Linked DNA regions of Mus musculus: region 1 is linked to region 2. The links are chromatin contacts, called in public promoter capture Hi-C maps. All regions are on one chromosome and are shown on one strand. Each heading gives the region's core, a stretch centred on a gene start, on an enhancer-like site or on the middle of the called end of the contact. The rest is flanking DNA. Distances are from core to core; before and after follow the strand shown. Region 1 overlaps Nfix (nuclear factor I/X). Region 2 holds the start of G430095P16Rik (RIKEN cDNA G430095P16 gene).

Evidence for each region. Promoter capture Hi-C pulls out the DNA fragments that hold promoters and counts their contacts.
Region 1: a contact with region 2 is called in a promoter capture Hi-C map of neural stem cells. The contact joins the enhancer-like site here to the promoter of G430095P16Rik in region 2. A contact is called at or near these places in 20 of 39 promoter capture datasets (3T3-L1-derived adipocytes, the C10 cell line, the HPC-7 cell line and 11 more), 2 of 15 datasets of contacts at CTCF or cohesin (the NIH/3T3 cell line and embryonic stem cells), 20 of 484 Hi-C or Micro-C datasets (the AML12 cell line, the C2C12 cell line, the G1E-ER4 cell line and 15 more), 23 of 115 datasets of contacts at active chromatin or transcription factors (the HPC-7 cell line, the SCID.adh cell line, acute myeloid leukemia and 18 more) and 4 of 9 other capture datasets (adipose tissue, embryonic trunk, liver and 1 more).

What each region holds. Positions count from the first base shown.
Region 1 is chr8:84,763,929-84,769,634 of GRCm38.p6, forward strand. The region is part of intron 2 of Nfix (nuclear factor I/X); the gene reads right to left. Among named protein-coding and RNA genes, the nearest start is that of Nfix, 34 kb to the right of the region's middle. Within about 2 kb of position 2,608, at least 38 of the 459 cell types and tissues checked have an H3K27ac peak or open chromatin away from gene starts, as enhancers often do. A contact at or near this core is called in cerebral cortex, cortical glia, cortical neurons and 5 more, where this site is marked.
Region 2 is chr8:84,720,165-84,725,887 of GRCm38.p6, forward strand. It overlaps G430095P16Rik (RIKEN cDNA G430095P16 gene), which reads left to right and starts at 2,893. Exons shown (of 2, transcript NR_169084.1): 1 at 2,893-3,107. Nfix (nuclear factor I/X) reads right to left here. Exons shown (of 11, transcript NM_001371053.1): 7 at 3,564-3,686; 8 at 1,479-1,654.

The DNA of each region.
Region 1 (5,706 bases), core at 1,358-3,857, 43 kb after region 2:
AGCTGGGGGACCCCTTGAGCTGAGCTACAAGCGGGGCTCCGGCCCCTTCTAGACAGCAGCAGGTACTACAGGGCTGGAAATGACTGCCATGGGGACTCATGAGAACTCCGCCAAGGCTTGGTGAAGTTCAAGGAGCTTGAAGGATCGCAGGCCAAGGGGACCTGGAACCTCTTTTTGCAGAAATTCACAGTGACCTAAGTCCCTTGCCATCTCTTCCAGTCTCCTCCTCTACAGAGTGATATAAAATGACACCTGCCTGCCTGTCTACATCAGTCCACCTCTGAAAGGAGGAAGTCAGCCCTCTGCAGGCTGAAAGGCTCAGTCAGCTGGCGGGATGAGCTAACTCCTGCTGGTCTTTCAAGTGCCCGCAAGGTGTGCAGCAGGGCAGTCACCCCTCCCTAGGCCTGGTCTCTCCAGAGCAGCACACACACACACCCAGCCAGGCCGGTAGATTTAAGACAGGTTGCTGGGAGGGACTGGGGAGGAACCACGTGGACTGCTAACTCTACTCCACATCTCCAGAGGGGACAATTCCTTTCCTCCATCATTAGAGGACAGTTTCTGGTAGACTGGGTAGACAAGTACCCTTAAGTTACTGGGGTTCCCCAAATACCAACAAATGGAGACCTACCCCTAGGGTAGCAGTAGCTGCATCACCACTAAGACATGGAAAACGGGGAAGGGCTGAATGGTGGGCTGCCTGGCCATGGCAGCTGGTGGGGGTGGGCAACAGCCTGGGAAAGAGGTAATGCAAAGGGCAACCTGCAAACATATGTGTTTTTCACATCACCAGAGGGGACAGAAAACCAGGTATTAAGTATCTATAGAGATAAAGTCAGAGACCCAGGCACGCTTAGAGAGAAAAGGGGACAGCCTGATGCAGCCAAACCACCCTACCCCAGCCCCTCTGCCTTCTGGGACCCTGTTCTAATGCCAACAACCCTTCGGCTCAAATATGCTTAAAATGGCGACGGCGGCCTGTAGGGCCGGGCGTTTGTCGTGCAGTTTTCCATGGTGCCCTCAGTGCCAAGAAAAACCTACCATCAGAAATGCCATCAGCTATATTTATCTATCTCTCAGCCCCCCAGCCTCCTCCTCCCGTCTGCCAAGCAGGCCCTACGCAGCCCCCCCCCTCACCCAGTGGGCACACGTCCCTGTTGCTGATGACTGTGACCACCTGCCCAAGCCTGAGTCTCCACCACTCCCCCCCAGGGCCTGACAGTATGCACCACCATTCTTCCTGGTTGTGCTGGGGTCCATGCACAACGGTTTCAGGCATGCCCTTGGCAAGGGCTGGCCTAAATGTCCCTTGTCGTCGGCATCTGTGAACCAGGGTGATCCTCCATTTAGTTCCAGCCTCAACTCTGCTAATAGGGGCCTCCGCGGGGGCCATTCTGCCCTCAGCCCTATACAAGTGGCATGCCTGCTCTCTAGATTCCATTCTCACCCAGAAAGATGAGCAGTCACTAAGGAGACCTGCATCCCTCCCTCCATTCCTGCCTGGGGCAGGAAAGGCTCTGTCTGTTTTCAAAGACACCAAACACCCTTTAGCGAGAAGTTCGTATTATAGAGGTTTCATGCTCTCAGTCCAGAGAACCAGGAAGAAAATGATGGAATTGGGTGCCACTCCAGTCCTCAGGGGACACAAGGAACAGGGACAAGTCATTTACCGTCAGGCACTTGGGACCTTTCATGACTCCAGACACAGGCTTCAACGTGAGCTGGATTCCCCATCTGTGGGCCTAGTTGCTGAGAAGAGCCTCTCAGCGGTCCACTGTGGGATGAGTGCCCTGAGCCCTACACCTGCTCCGGGGGCCACGGGCACCCTCTGCCCAGCCACTGGTCCCTCCCTAACTGAGACAGAAGTCCCAGGGAGCCAGCTCCCAGAATGAAACAACCCAAATAAAAATTTTGAAACCCAGGAGCTCTTTCTCTGGGGGCCCCCTCCCCCTCCGCAGGCAAATGAAAACAAACAAGAAATCAAAGAGGCCTTTTGTGCAAGCCCTGCGCTGACACGCTGACACGGCTGGAGCCTTTGAAAAGGCTTCTGAATCAATCGGACAGTGAAGGATAAAATAACCTAAGCGTGGCAGCTCCTTCGAGAGGAAGGCAGAAAGGGCTGGGAGGCAGCTACCTTCTCCAGGCAAAAAAGTGGGGACACTCACTGCCACCGGACACTGGCGTGGAGAGAGAACCTGGCATGGGTCTCACTGCCTGTCTGTGCCCCATCTCTGCAAAAAGGAGCCTGACTTCCCTTCATGGCCTCCATGAACTGAGCTGCCCCCAAGGAAGCCCTGAAGGCCTTGCCTCTCACCAGCAAGGATTACCTCAGGTTCATGCCTACCGGGTATACTAGATGGAACTTTCTAGAAGCTATCACCTGGCTCCTGCCTGCTAAGCTCAGAAAGGATTTCCTACTTCCCAGAGCTCTGCGACCATAGGCTAAGTGTGCTCCTCATAAAGGACATTCTTCCACTCTCTTTGGCACAGCCAAAAAGTAAAACAATTCCTCGGGAAGTCCTTCTGGTGGCTAGCCCCCAACGCTCCTGCTGCAGAACAGCCTGTTTCCTCTGGGCTGATGACAGAGTACAGCTGGTCACTGTACCCATAATTCAGACTGGACCATCCAGCGGGCTTTGGCTCACTCATGGTCTGACGTCTGTAAGCACAAGCTCAGACAAAGCTGTTTCGTTTTCTCCCTCGTGTTACAGCTCTAGTCTAGTCCGCATAGAGAGCGCACTACCAGGACCCCTGGGACCCGCATGCAGTAAGCTTCCTGACTGGCTGGGCAGACAACACTGTGGACAAAGGGGACAGAAGCAGGTGGTCAAGGGCTCCATAAATAAGCCCAAGCCTGAAGAGGGGTCAGAGTAGTCTGTCCACAGTCAGGGCTGCAGGCCCTGTACTTGTTGAGGGCCTCTGCTATCCTGTTGCAGTTCCTAAGAACCGTGCACAGGAGCCAGGCACTGTTGTTTTGCTCTGAGATTTGAGTATTACGTAGCAGAAGGCCCTGAAGATGGCAAGTGCCCTAGGACTCTGGCAGGGCTGTGGACACTGAGGAGGCCACTGAGGAGGAGGGTGGGAAGGAGGGAAGCCGACACAGTGAGATCACCCTGCTTCTACCTGGACAACCCCAGGACAACAGGTGAAGGAGGCAGAGAGGCATGTTGGGTCGGGCTCAGTAAACCCTAACAGTGGTCACTGTGGCAGCTGCCATCCAAGGATGGCCTAGGTATAAGCTGACTCAAGCCTGTGAGACAGAGGAAATAAGACTTAACCACCAAAGCAATGGTGGCACTGCCTGCCTATAGAAACGTCTCAAGGGGACTCGACGTTGCATCACAAAATAACCCAGAGAACTTGCTAATGTCACTAACTGCGTTCCCGGACCCCACGGTCTCTGCCAACCCTGATACCAGATGGCGATGCCTTAAGACCCAGACAAGTAGGTAAGGAAGGGCCAGTGCTCAGGGTGGATCTCAAAAGGGAGCCAGGCTGTGCTGGTCTTTCCCACGTGCACCAGGCTCACCAGAAGGGTTGGGAACTCACAACAGTTTTAGAGCGTGAAGCAGGAACAAGCCATAGCCACTGCTGGTGGAGGCATCCTTGCTCACTCTCACTCGAGCCTCAAGGCTAGTGTGAATGCTAAGCTCAACTCCTGGGAGCAGCAGAATCAAACTGTAACATCTCATACTTAAAAGAACTTCGCAAGGCGAAGCCCGAGTTACTATCTCATTCCCTATGACAAATATGGCTGAGCCTGCCCGCCCCAGGGCCTGGTAGCACACTGGACCACAGAGTCCAGTATGCAGTGGTCCCACATGGGTGGAATGGCCCCCAGAACAGTCGTGAAGATCAGGAGGAGGGCAACGGTGACATGAAGCACCCACCAGTACCAGGCAGGGTGTTGGGGGGGGGGGCGGCCGTGGTCATGCAGGAACAATCTTATTTGGGTTCTCACTTAGATGAATTATAAACAAAAGCATATGTTGATAGCTGGGGAATGGAGGTACCATGACACAAAAGACTGCTGAGCTGTGTGCAGTGGAGCAGTCCTTTAATCCTAGCACCAGGGAGGCAGAGGCAGGGGGATCTCTGAGTTCAAGGCCAACCTGATTCCATAGTGAGCGTTCCAGGACAGCCAGAGATACACAGTGAGACCCTGTCTCAAAACAAACAAACAAAACAAAACAGAAACAAGCAAACAAAAAAACAAACAAAAAAACCACAAAATAACAAAAACAAAAAACCAAAAACAAAACACACATACAAAACTGACTTTTTGAAATCTCAGATGAGGACAGGCTGTGATACCCTGTCCTAGTGGGCAATGGGGACATGTATGATTTGAGCCTAATCCGAGTCAAGGACTCTAGGTCCTGTGATGGGTATAGGAGGCGCGCGCCTACCAAGAGGGGAAGAATTTTGATAGTTCTGAATTTCATTTTCTTTGCTAGGACTGAAACCAAGGTTTGGTTTGGTCTGTGAGGGTTGACCTCCGGGACTGTTGGCATGGCTGCCAGGCCTACTTGGCCACACCTCTCCACGATGCAGAGCCCTCCCGCCCCCACTCCTGCTGCCACACTGCCTGCTCTGGGACCCCCTTTCTGGATGAAAAGTCGTCCCAAGGAAATAGGCCTTCGCATCTCCTGGACAGGGTTTCTCGCTTCAGTCCTGCCTCAGCTTCCCCTGCTGAATGCAGACGGACGAGCAGGTGCATGGTGACCGTCCTTCACAGCAGATAGGTGGCTTTGTGGCAGCCTCTTAGAACAATTCTAGAAGTCACCCGTATCTGTCCTCACATTGTGCAATCTCTTGAATCTTCTGGGGCACAGGGGCCAGTGAGGGTCTGGGTGACAGTCGTACCTAGATGCAAAGTCAGATCCTCACGGCTCTTGCCATCTCGAGCAGGATCATAAAATCTGGCACCATCCACTTGGCCGCACCCAACTCTTCAACCCAGCTTCTATTTTTAAAAATTTGCTTGGTTTTTATGTGTCTGAGTGTCCTGCCTACCTATATGTCTGGGCACTGTGTGCCTGCAGAGGTCAGAAGAATGGGTCAGAGACTCTGGAACTGGGGTTATAGAGGGTTGTGAAGCCCTGCAGGCACACAAAACTCAGGTCCTCTGGAAGAGCAAGTGTTCTTAACCACAGAGCCATCTCTCTAACACCCAACCCTGGTCCCCATTTCTTACACTGTGGCTCAGCTGGGTATTTTTTTGGGGAAAGATAATGGAGAAGGTAAGGCCACAGAATCAATAGCAGTCAGAGGATGTTTTCTGTCACACCAGAACCACCCAGTGAGGAGCAGGCAATGAGGCCCAGTGAGTGAGTGGTCCTGGCCTTACCAATGCCTGAATTTCCTCCAAAAGGGTACCCTGAAATTCTAGCCAATCCGGTAAGAAATCCTGAACATTCAAAGTTACTGTCTAAAGTCTAGGCCTTGATTAACAAAGAATATGTCTTCAGTCATGTACCGAGTATTTGCTGCAGCTCGGTCAGTCTCGGCCTGGCCAGAAGCGGCCCTGGCAACACGCAGTGTACTATGAATTCACTCGTATTTCTGGACGAATGATCTCATTAGCTGGGGATAGAAAGCCTTGTGCCTTCCCTTGCCCCTTCCACCTGCCAGGTCAGTACAGCCAGGAGGCTGGCTGGGAAGTGGTTTCCTTCCTCACACACACCATCCACCTCAACTCCACAC
Region 2 (5,723 bases), core at 1,643-4,142:
AGGTCACAGGAGAGGCTCAGAGCCCAGCCCTCAGGAGGCAGGAGCCAAAATCATTCTTTCTTCAAGGTCCTGTGGTTAGAGGCTCTTTGCATTGACCTAAAGGTCCTAGGTCCTACTTCTCTGGACTCTGAGCCTGGCTGCCTCTGCAAGTTAGGCAGCATCCCTCCGGAGCCTGCTCTATCACTGAAGTGTCAACCAGGGGCCAGTTCTACCCCCCTACCCCTCTAAGATGGGCAGTTTTTATCCAGAGAGGCAGGAAGGCCGACAATGTGCTGAGCTGTAGAGTCAGCAAGAGAAACTGTTGTGGGAAAGAAGAGGACAGCAGAAGGGTGGGGACAGGGGAGCAAGCCAGAGGAGGCAGGGCCAGTCCCAGAATGGACAGAGAGCCAGGATGCAGACCCTAGCCCAGCCAGAACTACCCCAGAACCAGAAAACACCCATTCTTCCAGGAGCACATCGAGGCAGCCTGGCTGGACAACAGAGGGCCACTGCTCTCCCCCCCGGACTGCCTCTGGTGTGGACTTCCAGAATGCCTCTCCCAACTTGTTTCCCAAGCCCCTCGAGCATCTTCCTGCTGACATCTGGACCAGCTGAGAGAGGAGCTGGGGAGTTTGCATGCTGCGGGACTGTAGAACTCCACAGAAGTCTGAACCATCACGTCTCATCTCAAGTGACCCCTAGAGACTGAACATGTCCTGCCAGCATCTCTGGCCCAGGATCTTCCTGGATAATCCCTTTGCTGAACACCTTGAGTTTGGACCAGGCCCTGGAGCTGGCTAACAGAGAAGGGATCCACACAGAGCCTCGCTGTCGCACAGAATTATGGATCAGAAGGACTTTCTACATCATGACAGTGTGGAAGCCCTTTGTTAAGAGTCCTGACATAGGAGTCTATCTTTACCTTCTCGTGAGGCCTACTGAAAGCCAGAGACAGCTCTGATGGCCATAACTGGGGGGGGGGGGAGGAGGCACTCCTGGCATCTGTCAGGTGGGGGCCCAGGATGCCTCCCACAGAGTCCAGGGCAGCCTCACACTAGGAAGAATTTACAGTCCAAACATCAACAGTGATGAGCCAGTCAAATTCAGTCCAGAATCTGTCAAATTCTTGACCCTCTAAATTTTAGGAAGAGGTGGTGGTCCAAGGCCTAGACTGGACAAATTATAGGCTCATTCCTGCTGGGAACCACAGGTCAACAGGAAGGGCAAGAAGCCCCAAAGGGAGGGTTGGACAGCTGCCCCAACTCTCCAACCCTAACCAACAGGCCCTAGCACAATCCTCAGACCTTGGCCCCAAGTCCAGTAAAACTGACCACAAGGTAGATTCTATGGGCTCTCTGCTGCTTCAACTCCATGTATGTTCCAGATTCTTGGCCCTATCCTTGTGAGCCCTTAGACGGACAGATGGACAGACAGACAGAGAGACAGACACACAGACAAAGAGATGAGGCTACAGGGCCTCCTGCGCCCTCTGGACTCACCTGTCCGGTGGCCTGACCCGAGCCGTCAGAGCACACAAACTGCACAAACTCCTTCAGCGAGTCCTGCCCATGGTGGTGGTGGTAGCGGATGGTTGGGTGTGTGAAATACGGGCTCGACTGCTGGATGATGGACGTGGAAGGGAAGTGCAGCGCTGATGCCGTGGCCCGGGGGCTCCCTGTGTGCACACAGGCAGGGGAGAGAAAGGGTGTGAGAACAGCCACGTGGAAAAGCAAGACACAACGGCTGGCAAAAGGGCTGAGGGTCCTGAGGAAGAGGCAGGATGGGGCAGAAGCACTGTGTCAGGCACAAAACGCCTCAGTCATCTAAGTTAAAAAAAAAATCAATGCAATAAAATAAAATAAACTGGCAGGCTAGTACCTGAGGGCCAGCTGCTTGCTTTTATAAATACTGTTTGCCGGGAGCTGGCGTGGGGGTTAGCTGAGGCAGGTGAACAGCCAGCTACCAGCGCAGGGTTGGGTTGGCCTATTTAAAATTGTTAGGATGTTGCTTTTCTGGTTGGTTTGTTGCTATCTTGTAGCCGGGGCTGAACTTGATGACCTTAAATTCTGGACCCTCGCAGGCACGTGCTGGGCACTTTCTTGTTGTTTGTTTTCGGATGGTTGATTTTCTTTTGTCTTTGCAGTACTGGGGTGTGCTTTCTGCCACCACGCCTCAGTCCCAGCAAACTGTTACAATGTTACTTGCTTCTCATAAGGTTTTGCTCTTGTTTGGTTTTTGAGACAGTCATAGGGCCTCCAATTCTTGATCCTCCTGCCTCAGCCTCCTGTGTGCTGGGATTTCAGGTGTTAGACTCACCCTATGCTTTGCAACTGTTTTTACTGTTTAGAAACAACACACTAATATGTTACTTATTGCCGGTTGAGTTTTTTTAGTATCCTTGACATTTTCCTTCTTTTACCCTTGGCAAACACCTCACTTGCCCCGTCCTAGGTGTGAGCCTGCCTGAAAGGACCGACACCAGATTACCACAGCCCCGTGGTCTCTGGACAAGCAGACCCTGCCTGTGCAGGATCGGCACCCGGCACACACACAACTCCAAATGTGTAAGTGGATGCTTAGGCCCCCCTCATGTGTTGGCCCTGCCGCTGTGAACTCACAGTTCCTACCCCTGTACAGGCCTCAGCTCTTCCTCAAGTTCTCCCCCTTCCTGTCTGTTTCCAATCAGCTCACTCTTGCTCTCAGTTTCATTAGGGGGCTGAGGAAACTTGGCTTCTCTCTGGAGTTCATAAAAATGGAGCGCAGCAGGGTGGAGCCTGCCTCCCTCCTGCCGCCTGCACAAGGCCTGGGCTCCCTGCCCCCACCTTGTGGCCACCACACCCTGCCCCAGTGCTGGCTGCCTCTGGGCTCTAAGCCAGGAGGCCCCAAGGAGGAAGCCGGGAGGTAAACCTCCCTGTCGCGTCCTACAGAAGAGAAGAGAGGCATGGCAGATACAGGGCCATGTGCAAACAAAAGCCAGGCCTTTGCTGCCAGATGGGTGCTGAGGCGGAAGCAGCACGTGCAGGAGGGCCAGGTTCCCGGGTATCCTGCCTGGCCCCACCCTCAGGAAGATCCAGCATCTTCTCAGGGCCTGAAGATGCCCTCAGAGCAGCAAGACAGTCCTTTTCATGGTGAGCCTTGTCCTTCTGGCCCAGCCCTTCACTTCTGGGAAAAGCAGGGAGGCCCAGATTTGGTGCCGGTTTGCTCTAGGACAGACACCAGGAACCTGGACTGCTGAGCAGTACTCTTTCTAATCCACAGGAGAGCAACTTGGCTCAACTACTTGCTGGTGGGGGAGGGGGAGGCTGCATGCAGCTCCCAGTGAGCATGTGCAGACCATGCACCCAACACAGACTTAACACAGCCAGAGTTAGCATGTGGGAGGGATTCTAGGAACCGAGTGGGCAGCCTGGTTCTCAGAGTTACACTGCCCATCCCATGCCACCCCACTGCTGTGCCACGACCCACTTGGGGAGCCCAGATCTATAACTTAGATTGATCCCTGGCCCCCTGTTGCTCCTGGCCAGCTGCCCCTTGCTGTGGCTGCCTCCCGCAGTGTCCCCTTAAGCCCCGCCCCCATCTCTCACCTGGTCTGACTCCAGCAAGCACAGGCAGCGGGTGGTGGGTGAAAGCCATGCGTGGGGAACTGCCCTGAGAGGAGAGGGCGCTGCAGAAGTCCAGCTTTCCTGACTTCTTTAGAGAAGCAGGGCCTGGGGGGAGGAAGCAGCAACACGCAGGTTTAGCTGGCTGGGGTAGGAAGCCAGCTAAGCAGCCCGCTCCTTCTCTTCTCAGCACCCAGCAGCCCTTCCTCCACCTCGGGCCCTGCTCTGCTCCTCCTGGGGCCTGACCTCAGGGGTGCAATCTGGCTACAGTTGCTTCTGCAGAGAGGAAAATGAGGCCCCTGGTAACATGTGGGAGGATATGCTGGGCAAGGGTGGCTGGCAGAGGAAAGCATCCTGCTCCTGACGGTCGATAAAGGAATTAAAATGGGTACAAGGCTGGCATCTAGGAAGGGATGCACGAGGAGCCCACAGATGCCTGCTGGAGAGCCATGAAAGGAGCCAGAGCGCCAAGGGTGGGACGCACAGGCTGGGGGCTGTGACAAGACACCCTGGCCTGAAGAAACCAGCACTCTCTTTCTGGAGAAAAGGAAAAGGGAAAGCATGGTTAGAAGCCCTCCAAAGCAGCAAAAGGAGAACAAAGGCAGGAGCCAGAGCTGGGAGCACCCTGGGAACAACTAGAGGCAAGGACTGCCCTGGCCATAGGGCTCAGAGAGTGGGGCTCTTCTCTGCCCTGTTGCCAAAGGCAAGGGCGGTATTAGCCAGAGACGGGTACAAAAAGACCCCCATCTGGGCTTTGCCTTTGACAGTCAAGAGATTGCAAGCCAACACCATCTCTGTCCAGTATGCACAGTTCCAGGTGACAGGCTGTCAAACAGCTCCCAGGAGCACACTCTTTCGGTATCTCTTATCCTGGACTTAGCTTCAAGGCCATGCCCAGACTGACCAGGCAAAGGTGGAGGTGAGGCAGACTTTGAGCTTCGATCTTTGAGGGATAAATCTATTTGTTTTTGATGGGAAAGGGGGCTGCAGAACAGAAACTCAGAGTTTCAACCACAGAGAGAATTGGGGGGAGGGGGGAGGGCGAGCTCCCAGCGACCAGCAGAGGTGTTATCTGGCGGCAGCTGTGTACCACCTGATAGCTGGCATGATGAGGAGGGGGGAGTGCCCCACCAGCTGTGCACAGCTGTCCCTGCTGCTGCACAGTGCCTACCCAGCTGTTCCCATCCTGCAGCTGGGCTGCTTAATTGGCGATTTGTCGCAGCCCAGGGAAACGACGACAAGTTGGGGTATAAGGGATTCTGGGGGCGCAGTGCATGGCAGAACTACCAGAAGCAGCAGAAATGGGCAGGCGGTAGAGCAGACAGAGGGCAGACTGCAGAAGCCTGGCAAGGGGGCTCTTGGGAACATGGAGTCACAGGCAGTCAGCGGGTCCTCAAGGTACCCTAGCAGCAGTCCTTGCAGATGTCACCTGCCCAAGGGCGAGTCTGGCTGGGACCTGGCACACAGCAATCTTCAAACTTCTCAGCTCCCTCTCTACCCACCTCCAGAGATTCCCCTAGGGGTGTGTGTAGGTCACACTGGCCCAGACCCTGTCTGCCACAGGGAGATCCTGTGAGGGACCTCCAGGTCATGCTGGGGGTGCCTTTCCACAGAGCAGTCCCCATTGGTGCTCGAGAGGGTGGCAAGTCCACTCCCTCTGCCTAAGACCAGGAGGTCAGCTTTGCTTGTCGTTGCACGGGAAGCAGAGCCAAAGCCAGAGGCTGCACCAGCTCTCTCAGCCCGTTCTCTACCAGACACCTGGTTCAAACCATGAAGGCCGGTCCCCAGCCCTATCCAGAGTGTCCCCAGCTCCATCTACACTGGGCAAGTTCTGTATCCACTGTACGTACGATGGCAGGTCTGCACTTTCAGGTCCCAATGCCTCAAGGACATTCACAGCTTTTGGTGTGTATAAATCTGTCCCTCTGGGCTTCTAGGCTGCCTATCTGACCAGCCTGTCCTGGAGCAGCCCTTGGCTGGACTCAGCAGGAAGCCAGCTCAGTGAGGACTGGGAAGGTCTAGGCTGCTTCCTCTGGGCTCGACAGAATCTCTGTTCTTTGCTAGTTTCCCAAGACAGTTCTGCTCTTCCACACCCTCAGTTCTAAGCTTCTCTGTAAAGCTGGGCCCCAGGGCTAGGGTTAGTCT